2 separate regions of the Mus musculus genome follow, and region 1 is linked to region 2. The links are chromatin contacts, called in public Hi-C maps. All regions are on one chromosome and are shown on one strand. The core of a region is the stretch at or near the end of the contact, and the rest is flanking DNA. Distances in the headings are between cores, read along the strand shown. Region 1 has its middle 20 kb from the start of Gm15199. Region 2 overlaps Snx3 (sorting nexin 3).

The links. A called contact is a pair of places that touch in the nucleus more often than the background predicts.
Region 1: a contact with region 2 is called in a Hi-C map of rod photoreceptor, with 2.4 times the contacts expected there. The contact joins two enhancer-like sites. A contact is called at or near these places in 1 of 15 datasets of contacts at CTCF or cohesin (pro-B cells), 14 of 484 Hi-C or Micro-C datasets (the AML12 cell line, the MC3T3-E1 cell line, adipose-derived mesenchymal stem cells and 10 more) and 1 of 115 datasets of contacts at active chromatin or transcription factors (astrocytes).

What each region holds. Positions count from the first base shown.
Region 1 is chr10:42,731,397-42,737,631 of GRCm38.p6, reverse strand. No RefSeq gene overlaps it. Among named protein-coding and RNA genes, the nearest start is that of Gm15199, 20 kb to the left of the region's middle. Within about 2 kb of position 2,656, at least 3 of the 459 cell types and tissues checked have an H3K27ac peak or open chromatin away from gene starts, as enhancers often do. A contact at or near this core is called in rod photoreceptor, where this site is marked.
Region 2 is chr10:42,521,769-42,527,483 of GRCm38.p6, reverse strand. It overlaps Snx3 (sorting nexin 3), which reads right to left. Exons shown (of 4, transcript NM_017472.4): 2 at 1,435-1,530. Among named protein-coding and RNA genes, the nearest start is that of Snx3, 23 kb to the right of the region's middle. Within about 2 kb of position 4,388, at least 27 of the 459 cell types and tissues checked have an H3K27ac peak or open chromatin away from gene starts, as enhancers often do. A contact at or near this core is called in rod photoreceptor, where this site is marked.

The DNA.
Region 1 (6,235 bases), core at 1,407-3,906, 210 kb before region 2:
GTCCTCTCAAGTGTCTGCTCCAGCAAGACATCACACACCTTTTCACCAGACAGCTTCCAGAAAAACACACGTCTGTTCTCAGCAAAACACCCTCTCATAAGACAGCTTCCAGAAAAACATCATACGACACAACTGAGTATCCAATGAAACCAGAGATTCCCACCTCAATATCATTATATAAAACACACACATACACACACACCCTGAGAGAGAGAGAGAGAGACAGAGACAGAGAGAAAGAGTTATAGAGATATATTAACTGTATGAAATGAGAGTTAATAATTAAAACTGAAATCATCCTGAGATCAGTAGGAGCAGGACTGCTTCCTCCTCACTCTGGGCCTGAATGTCACAGCACGTGTAACCCTTATGACCCTTGTTGCAGGATATCTGATCACTCTGTAAGCCCTGGGATTGTGTTATTTACTGGGAAAACCTATTTCTAGTTGTGTGCCCTAGCATGCACTTTTATCAGCCGGATCACCAAAGTTGGTGAGATTATATGATAAATTGCTGTCATTAAATCTGCTAAAACTTGTAAACGTATCATCATTCAATAAATTCTGACATCATGGATATACACAAACATGTCTGTTTCTAGCATAGAGCATGTATGACTCTGAAGCAGAAATTTCTCCATGAGTGTTAAGATGGCCTTGGTTTCATAGCAAATTCCTGGACAGCAGGGGCTGCAGAATGAGACTCTGTCTCACAAGAAACAAACATCCAAGGGGTAAAACAAGCGAGCCATCAGCTCCCACTCTGACCCAGTCCCATAATTAGCTCAAACTCTCTTTCCTTTATTTTATTTTGTTTTTTGTCCTTGTCGTTTGGTTGGTCAGTCAATTTTGGCTTTTTGAAACAGAGATGCACACAGCCCACAAAATTTTAAAGCCTGAAATGTATTTGTTTGTGTGGCTGGCTTGGATGTCGTGGCATGAGTGTCGAGGGCAGAGTTCTCTAGTTAGAGGAGGACAGCACTGATCTTAGCATTCAGCTTCCCATGTGCCAGGATTAGCACTCACCATCACAAATGGCTCACAATGCTTTTGTTGTAATTGAGGATGGCTTGGCCATGTTCCTGTAGCTTGCTCTTGGCCTACACTTCTGTTCCTTATAGGGTACTTCTGGCTTCTCTTCTGGACAGAACATTACAAAAAGCTACCTTCAAGGTCTGGGTCTCTTCTGGTCAGTCTTGAGGTTTCTGTGACCCTTCTACTAAAGACCTGGGGTCTCTTTTACTTTCAGTTAAGTCTGAATTCCAGTCCTTAAAGAAAATATAAGAAGCAGTTTATAGAAAGGTTTAGGGAAGAATTCTAGAACCAAGCTTTAGTGGTAGTAGGAGTTGTTGGCAGGAATAGGAAGAGTGTTAGGGGGTAGGGAGGGGTATGGGGGGGTATGGGGCAGGAATAGGAAGAGTTTTGGGTGTGGGGAGGGGTGTGGCTGGGGGGGGCAGGAATAGGAGGAGTGTTGGGGGAGGGGTGTGGCGGGGGGGGGGCAGGAATAGGAGTGTTAAGGTAAGTTTCCTAAGTTACTAGCCAGCCACTTTGCCACCAGAGTGCCTTTCACCCTAAAGTGGGGCTTTCTAAAATCTTCTCGGCCTCTGAAGCGCGGAGCCTCCAGTGGGGGCTCTGGTCCTAGGAATGGAAGGAAAAGAAACGCTGACATTTCTTTGTAATGTGTCTTGCATTTGGGACTGTTGCTAATCCCCCTGACCTAGACTGTCTGAAATTAAGCCCTTGAAGGCTGTTGCTGAGCACTAAAGCTTTTTAACTCTGATGATTAATGTAGTTATAAATAAGCCTGGCAAGAAAAGCATCAAGTATAATTTATTGTCTCCAGAATGAAAGTCCTAAACTTTAAAATACTACTCCTAAAAAAAACTGGTCCTGAGTATGGCCTTGATGGTGACCTTGGCTAAGTCACTTCATAGGCACTTAGAGTGAGGTGTATATGGGTGGGTTTTGGTTTGTTTTTGTTTTTGGTTTTTTTTTTTTTTTTTTTTTTTTTTTTGTCTATTAAAGGATATAATACCACACACCTTATTTCCTTTAAAGGATGCCATGAAGGTCAAATCAGACTGCATTAAAATAGTTACAACTTTAATTACTTGCATTTGCATAGTACTTTGTCGCCTGCAAAGCATTTCTGCATATATTATTCCATTTGCATGAAAGAGCTCTGAGAAGTTATAAAGCAGAGGGAAAGGACAGTACCAGGGTTTAGCCACTGGCTCCTTCGCTTTTTGCTTCAGTGCTTCTTCAGCAACATGGGCAGTCGCAGGATCGAGCTCTTGGCCATGGAGAGGGGTTATACCATGTGCTGCACAGGAAACTCGGCTCTGGGTCTACACAGAGAAATATCCAACAAAATTCACTTTGTTCAGGCTTATATGTAAAGTGCCTTCTAAAGGCCTGCCCAGACCTTCCTATAAACAGCACCCTCCATCCGTCCGTCCACCAGCAGTCTGTCTTCTGCCCTGAGTTATTTGGCCGGGAACACTTAGCACCATCTTAATTAGACACCGGACATTAGCATTTGCTTCATCTCTCATGCCCAAGAGTAAAATCTCTATGAAGACAGCTTCTTGAGCTTCGGTTTTCCGTCTCCCCCGCATCTAGACTGTAGTGGAGGCCCAGCAAATACCTGTTGAGTTGGTGAAGGAATTTGCTATAATGGCTGTCTTCCCCTCCCAATTCACACCACCACAACCACATTGCCTTTGACTCTCTTTCCCCATTGTGGGTGTTCAAAGTCTTGTTCTGAGTCGGGTTTGGTGCCACACATCTGTAGGAACACCCCCTTGGGAAGCAAGAAGATCTCTCCAGGATGCACCAATCTTCCAGGGAATCTCTGTTTTCTAATATGGAGACCCACCAGCAGATGGCAATCAAGGAATACAAAACTGGACCTTGCCCCATTTGACAAGACTGTTCATAAGTGAAGTCGATAGCTTTCATGGCAAGTGGACTACTAACTCCTGACTCTTTAATACCATTTCTTTAAAAACTCTTGATTTCATGTGCTCCAAACACACATGGCTTCTTCCACTGGAGAGACTGGTGGGTGAGAGGAGAGAAGAGGACACTGCCAGAGACAAATTCTTAGTCTTTAGATGGTCAAGTAGACACTTTGCTTAGGCTATAAAAACAATTAGCATTCTGGGCATGGTGGCTCATACCTATACGCAGCACTTGTGAGGCTGAAGCAGGAAGACATTACAAATCTGAAATCAGCTACATGGTAAGTGCAAGGCTATCCTAGGCTACACAGTGAGAACTCAGGCTAGCCTAAGCTACACAGTAAGAACCAAGGCTATCCTAGGATACATAGTGAGACTCTAAGATAGATAGATAGATAGATAGATAGATAGATAGATAGATAGATAGATAGATAGATCATACATAAATACATACATACATACATACATACATGGATGGATGGATGGATGGATAGATAGACATACGTAAGTAAATAAAATGTAGAATGATGACTCCTGCTACACCCTGGAGATTCTTACTTTAAAGACCTTGTGTGGAGCCCAGGAGGTTGGATTTTGGAGGTTGGAGAGTTGGTTGAAACTCTCCTAGTGACTCTGCAGCAGGGCTCTCCTAGTGACTCTGCAGCAGGTAACTTCTGACAGAAAATACTTTGAGAAATCCAGACCCAACTCAGTAGACTATCATCTTTCATGAGGATCTTATAAAGAAAGCTTAACAAATTTGGGAGTAAATTACAGTTAAAAATATTTATATACCTGCTGGCTCTCGTGGCAAGCTTTGCCTGTAACCTGCATACCCACTTAAAAAAATTATATTTGTTAGTGTGTGTGTGTGTGTGTGTGTGTGTGTGTGTGTTTGTACCAGAGGATATGTAAGAGTTGAATTTCTCCTTCTACCATGTATAGTCCTGGGTGTTAAACTCGGGCCAGGCCATCAGGCTCAGCAGCAAGAACCTTTACCCACTGAGCCATCTCACCAGCCCAACAACTCCCATTTTGTCTGCAGTTGTAGAAGTTCACAGACCCTCTGAAGTCATGGGTACTAGGTTTCTCTGTCTCAGTTAAAATAAACCCCTTCAGTCTCTCTACCTAAAGAGGTCACACTTCAGCTTCAAAAGCTCTCCCCCAGAGTCCAAGGGGTTCCCTCTTCCATTCTCCCACCTGCAAAGGGAAGGGAAGTGCTCCCTAGAAAATGAGCTATAGGGTGAGAAACAGCGCAGACTGGCCCAGTGCCTCAGGAAACTAAGCTGGGCAGAAACAACCGTGCTGTCTGTGGTCACCATGAAAGCAATTTGGGGTTGAGTGAAAAGCAGTAGCGGGCGGGCCAAAGGACAATAGGAACCAGCCAGAGAGAACAGGCCCACATGGCTTACCTCAGGAGCCCCTTCCCCAGCCTCCCAGTCCCGAGGTCTCTTCATCTAGCGCCATCTCAGCCCATCCCATTGGAAGACATACAAACAGAGCTGACAGCAGAGTCCTCCCAAACTTGTTTGTAAGATGTTCTAGAGGCTGGAAAAGCAAGAAAGGCTCAGGGGAGCAGGTTGATCTCTGGAAACCAAAACTAGGTTTCTCCACTCAAAACCTGTGTACAAGTGAGGTCCCTGTGTCTGCACACTCCTGGACATTGTATGCAAATGACATGTTTGTGGATTGTGCTGGGAGAGATTCCAATGTTAAGGAAATCTTCAACAGGATTTTTAAGTTCTTTTAATTTTTAAGTTCTCGTACAAAGGAATGGATTTCACTGTGGAATCGTCATACACGTGTGTCAGCCCCTCTCTTCCCCCCCCCCCAATAGTTCGCTCTGACTGGTTCCTTTCCTTCTCCCAGATAGTCCCCTTTCAGCTTTCCTGTCACATGTATGTGCTCCATTACTCTGTTGATCCCCTGCCTTATGATTCCTTCATCCCCTCTCATAATACCCTTGCTAGTTTTGTGTCACACACACACACACACACACACACACACACACACCATATACCACAGACAGCACACACACATACCATAACACACATACACACACACATAGCATACACACACCACACACACATATATACATATACCACACATACACATAACACACCATGCCACACATACACATAACATACATCCATACACATACACACACCACTACACATACATATAAAGTCCAGCTTTTTTTTCACATTTCTTCAAATGTAGAAATAACCTTTTACAGTAAGAGTCTTGTCTGTCAAACCCAGACAAGTAAACCCAGCGGGCAGAGCCACAGGAGGCAGGGACAAGGTGAACATGGGCATTAGTAGCAGCCACAGCACACCAGGACATGCTGAGTCCTGGTTTGGGATTAGAGTCTAGGCCTCAGTGACAATGGGAAGGTTATATAAATTCCTCTGAATGCTTAATGTAATTGTAAACTAAGTCCCAATTTATCAGGTGGTTGGGAGGTGCCAGGGTAGTCACCTGTGTGACACTCCTGTGTGTGGCATACAGCTGCTGCAGCATATGATTCTTTTTATCTTGGCGCTATGGACAGACCCCAGGGTCTCGTGCAGACTGAGAACATGTTCTACCCTAGCCAAGGGAGATTTGGTTTTGTATTTCTTTCTAATAACCACCCAAGGATTTCTCCACAGTGAGGAGGCTGAAAGAAACTATGGCCCAGCCTGGGACTGCACTTGGTTAGACCGACCCAGAATCTAAGTTATAAAACCAATTTTCTCTAGGACACCCATTTTCTGGGTCCACTTCCATGTCTATTGTAAAAGTTAAGCAAGGGGCTGAAGTCCAGAGCTAGCCAAGAACCGAACACAAGGAGTCACAAGTGAGGGAAAGACATCTTTTTTGTCCTTAGTGACTGGACCCACACTGGGCAGACTATGAAAATAAGTTAGCAGAAGACACCAGGGATAGTATGCACAAGCAAGCATAAATATCTCACATTCATGATGAACGGGTTCTAACAGGAAGGACAAGTATTCATAAGAGGAGATGATCACTGATCAATACTTTTGAAGAGGAGAGGTATATAATTTAGGAGAAAGAGAAGTTGAAGAGGGAGACAAAGGAGAGTGGGGTGAAGCAGTCTGAGGAGAAAGATCTGCAGGGGCAGGGAAGGCACCCTAGCAGGCTGGTGAAAACGACATCCTCGGTTAGGTGTGGGGGTGGAGAAGTGGTTAATTGGTAGAGACTCTTGAAGCCAGGATTAGGACTTTTAATTTAATTCAAGAGGCAATCGGAGTTCTTGGAGATGTC
Region 2 (5,715 bases), core at 3,139-5,638:
ACCCTGCCTCTGTTGCCCGAGTGCTGGGACTACTCACAGGTAGGTAGGTTCCAGCGGGCTGAGCAAGCTTCTTTTAAAAGGATAATTGATGATAATGAGTTCCTACACTGTGGTTATGGGCTGTGTAATTCTGAACATCTTAGGTGAATTATATCACTAACTGTAAAGCACACAATTTATCTCTTGATAAAGCAGTTGCTGGGGGGGGGGAAAGTATATAATCAGCAACATTTATTAAACATTCCAGGAGCTGGAGAGATGACTCGGTGGTCAGGAACACTGGATGCTCTTCCAGGACCCCGTTTTAACTCCTAGCACACACATGCAGCTCACAACTGTGTGTAACTCCAGTTCTAAGAGGATCCAGCACCCTCATGCATACATACTTGTAGGCAAAACACCCATGGACTTAAAATAAAAATAAATAAATCATTTAAAAACATTCCAGTGTGCATATAAGCAATGTTTGGGGGAAAAAATGCAGCCTACCAAAATACTTCTTCATGGTCATTAAAATTTTTATTTTCCTAAATTGTTCAATTTGCCTTATTTTTTATCATATACATACATATGAATGTACATACATTTGATTTTTGAGATAGGGTTTCTCTTTGTAGCCCTAGCTGTCCTGAAACTGACTAGCCTGAACTCAGAGATCCTCCTGCCTCTGTCTCCTAGGATTGAAGGCGTGGGCCACCATGCCTGGCTTTATGTTTTTTATTTCCTACTTGTTTTAGACAGTTAGATCTTCTATCTACAATTACCAGCAGCCGTATATTGTAGTCCTTAATACTCTCCAGATTTTCCAAAGTCTTTAACTGAATTCACCTGTCCACTGATTTCTATGTGGTTTGGTACATGCTAAACATGCACTTTGCCACTGAGATGCACCCCTGGTCTCTACTCATGATATCTGTGTTATAAACTATGCTCCTATAAAAACCTGGGTTTAGCTTTTAAACTCCTCACACTCTGCTAAGTCTGTGTGCACAGCCCCAAAACAATATCATATATAAGACTTCTCAGGTGTGTCTCCTATGCCCACACAAGCTCATCTCAAGAATATCCATCTACCAGACAATAAGATCATCATTTTTATGAAACTTCTACATACGTGTGAGATAATAAAATATGCAGACTATGAGTTAAACAAAATTGGAAAATTATACTGCCCTTGAGGATGAGGAAGGACTGAGAAGGGCTATTACAACGTCAAGCTGCAAAGGCCCAGTTGCACTACTGAGCAGAAAAAAGAGCTCTGAACAGTGAGGACGACTGTCCTCTACTCAGGTACAGCCTGAGATGGACCCTTCACATAAGTCCTGCACCGGCTTTCACCCACATTCTGGAGCTCTTAAGTTAGAACTGGCACATTTTGCTTTAAAGTTACATGGTAAGTCAGAAAAGCATAGCTCCACTGTAAATAAGTCTTACCTTGCTCTCTCTTTCTAGTTCACTTCGAAGCCACTCAAAGTCACTGTATCTTCTTCTAACAGTAGATTCCTTCAGCTTGAAGATAGGAAGATTTGTCTGAAAGCAAAACAGTCACTCCTAAGTTGAAGAACATTAAGACATTCAGAAAGGGAGGGAAATGTCTGGCACACTGATAAGGTGACAAACATGGTTACCATACAAACACTGTAACATTATTAAGCACAATGCCCAGGCTAAGCCTTGACTACCCCTCACTATGTAGACTAGGCAGGCCTTGAACTTGCTATCATCCTGTCCTGGCCAGTTAACTCTTCTTTTGGCAATGCTGGGCCGGAGCAGCGGCTCCTCACACCAACCTGAGTCTCATCTCCAGTTCAAAAATGTAACTGTTTTGTTTTCTCCTTTGAAATTCACTTCTCTTGAATGTGGGTGAGAGGGTGTCTGGGTGTGCACGTGGAGGTCTGAGCACAACCTTGTGGGTTAGTTCTTTCCTTCTACCATGTTTTGAAGTAGGGTGTCTTGTTTTAGCTGCTAATCTGTGTATTCTCGTGTGTCTGGCCTGCCAGCTCTGAGCGAGTCATCCTGCTGTCGGAAAGCTGGGGTTACAGAAGCCTGCCACCATGTCATCCAGCTTTCCAGCAGGGGTTCTAAGAGGCTGAACATGCATGGCAAGCACTGTCATTTGCTGAGCATCTCCCTAGACCCTAAATGGTACCCTTAATTTACAACCTTAGGGTACCCAAAAGGTCAGGGAGTGTTAGAATTTATTTATCACTAGGAGAAAATTAGGAGTCATATAAAACAAAACAGACCCTAACATAAAGGGTAACTAAGGGGCTGGAGAGAGCAAGAATCCTTCTGCAGGATCAAGTGCAGCCCTCCACACCCATGCTGGTGGCTCACAACCACTTGTAACGGGTTCCGAGAGATCCAGTACCTTCTCTGGTCTCTGGCTACTGTACTCATGGGCACATGCCCATAGTCTTTAAACGATGCAGAGCTTTACAGGGGAGGGCATTTTAAGAACTGAGACCATGATGCTGAGTATTCGGAGGTTAGTCATAATGCAACACAATTTTTGGACTAAAGACTACTTGTTGCTATTTCTGCCAACTTTGGGGGAGTGGGTGGGCATGGAGGGAGGCTGAAACAAGGCCTCTCTATATAGCCCTGGCTATCCTGGAACTCACTATGCAGACCAGGTTGACTCTGAACTCACAGGTATCTTCCATCTCTGCCTCCTAATAGCACTGAGATTAAAGATGTGCACCCCCAGCATTCCTGATCCAGTAACAAGAGGGTCCCGATGGCCAGGGCAGGTAAAGGTGCACTTTCTATCAAGCAAAAATCCAATGCCAGAAACTCATGCGATCCAAGGCGGGGAGCTAACTACTGCAAGCTGTCCTGACTTCCACATGGGTACTGTGGCATGTGCACGTGTTCACATACAAATAAACAAATGTTAAGGAACATTCAAATAAGAATTGGCTGGGGGGCGAGGTGCAGCTTAGTAGTAAAGTGCTTAACTGGAAAGCCGAGGTCCTGGATTCAATCCCTAGCTGAGAAAAAAACAAAACCACAAGTCCATTTTTATCATTAGCCAAAAAAATATTTTAATATGCATGTAAGAATTATAATCCTTGTACTCTGGAGGCAAAGTGGGATATCAAGTGCAAAGTCCCTGTTACAAAGTTTACCGTAGAGCTCAGAAATTACTTCATGCAGCAAATGCCAAGCTCTATTAAAGTTCTACTTAATTCTACCGACTCTCTTGGGTCAATTTTATTCTTAATTCAGTATTGCACTTGGAAACTGAAAACTGTTTTATAGCTGAGAATCAAAAAAACCCTGAGGCACCTGGAGGTGAGCACTTCCTGCTGTGTAGACCAAGGCACCGACCTTGCTGTGGCGTCCATTGCTTCGAGCACTCTGCTCACTAGCTAAGTTTAATGCCGTCAGTAAACAGAAGAATGCCTTCTATTCATCAGGACCTTGAGTTCAGTTTGTAGTGGTGTCAATTTTTTCCAAAGTGTATTCCCTTCTATGTTGTACAGCTTAAAGCTTGGAGCCTTCTGCAGATGCTACTGGGCATAACAGCGTATAGGTTTCAAGCATGAAACCCGACCTCACGAGAGGTTTGAAAGCACTTGAGCTTTCTTTCCCAGGTAACCACAACATTTGTTCATTGTATTAATGACTAGGAGCAAAATTGCACCTAACAAGACTCTTATTATACTAAAAGTCAAACTTGCCTTTAAGAGGCGCTGGCTTGCTATACAGAGGGGCATTCTCACTCCTCAGAAGGGAAAGCACCAGGTCCCCTGGAGAGCGGGATGATGATTCCCAGAAAGAAAGCGCTGGATTATGTCTCTCTAATTTCACCCACTGGCTTTTTAGCCAGGCTCACCCTTCCGCATTAAAATATTAAGTCTTTGTAAGTGTCTAAAGATAGAAAGGTCTTTACAGAGCTGAGTGTTTCTGCAGGTGAGATTTTACATTCTGAATTCCCTCCTCTCAAATTACTTTACAAAAGGGATTAACTGCTCTCTTTATTCAGTATGTTAAGATCAAGCCTGTGAAAAGAGGTCCCCAAGAATTTTCATACTTCTGGGTACGGAAGTCTGTAAAGTTAATCTCTCAAACAACATATCAAGCTTACAGGTACAATGTTGAGGGCAGAGAGCCAGCTCGGCTCATTTTACCTCCCATTTTCCCTTTTGAACTTTTGACACAATCATGATTATATCTGATTCTCTCTAATTGAGTGAGGAATGAGAGGAAAGTCTCTTCCCTTCTATATTAGCTTGTAGTTTTTCTATTTGAAAAGGGATCTTTAAAGTTTACTCAGCTGGATATAATTTCTCTTCTTGTACAAGTGCTACACTGGAGTTCTGACAAGGTCTAGCAGGAAACTCTGGGCTTAGGGTGTGACGGACTAATGACGGGAGAGCCTTTGCCCAGTAGAGGCTCTCTAGCACTGTAAGAACAAACAATCAGATTATTATTTTCCCATTACACTTAGAATACTGAGCTTGACTGCAGGTGTCTGTCAATGTTTTTCCTAATTAATTTCAGGAGCAGCTAGCAAGGCCAGCATTAGATATAAGGCTCAGAACTGTCACCCTCAGCTACAGAAGTGTGAGACCTGCCTGTACTATATATATGTCTCAAGAATCAAGTTTTCTTGAGGCTTAGCATTTAGAAGCACTGGCTACTCTTCCAGAGGACCCGGGTTTGATCCCCAGCGCCCACGTGGTGGCTCACAGCTTTCTGTAAATTCAGCTTCAGAGGACCCAAAGTTCTCTTCTGACCCCTGTGGACAATAACCCACACATGGTACACAACACACACACACACACACCACTCATACACATGAGTCTAAAAAAGAAGTTATCTTGATCATTAAAGATCACTTCAACTTACCTGATCAAAAGAAAAAAAAAACTGTCTTGTTTTTGTTTGAACTACTGAGCTCCTACTATTTGATTGCAAGCTCTTGTTTGGCTACTTCCAATTTCTTCTTTTCTTTTCTTTCTTTTTTTTTTTTTTTTTTTAAGATTTACTTTTTTTTTTTTCCTTCTTTTCAGGACAGGGTTTCTCTGTATAGCTCTGGCTGTCCTGGAACTCACTTTGTAGACCAGGCTGTCCTCGAACTCAGAAACCCGCCTGCCTCTGCCTCCCAAGTGCTGGGATTATTATATGTAAGTACACTGTAGCTATCTTCAGACACTCCAGAAGAGGGCATCAGATTTCCTTATAGATGGTTATGAGCCACCATGTGGTTGCTGGGATTTGAACTCAGGACCTTCCGAAGAGCAATCAGCACTCTAAACTGCTGAGCCATCTTGCCAGCCCTCCAATTTCTTTAATGCTTATAAAAAGAGCCTGTAGCTGGATATTCCCCCTACCTTCCAACGTTGGCAGACTATTATTTACCAAGCATCCATAAGACAACTGTGCTAAATATGAAATCATTGTTTAGAACAATGAATAAAATGCAGAACAATCCCTCTTGACGCTCATGAAACACCAAGGAAAATAGAAATGATATAAAAATCTGAATTTGTGTGGTTAAAACACCACAAATAGGACTTGGAGTAGTTTAGTTCATCAATGGAGCCTTGCAGAATATATGAAAAGCCCTGGGATCTCATAATCCCTCCCCCCCCCCCCCGCAATGCCTTTACAGCCTCCCCCACTACATCAAACCAACCATACACAAAAGCAGGAAACTGAGCTATCTGACCAGGACAATGACACTGTGACAGGGACTCACTCTAT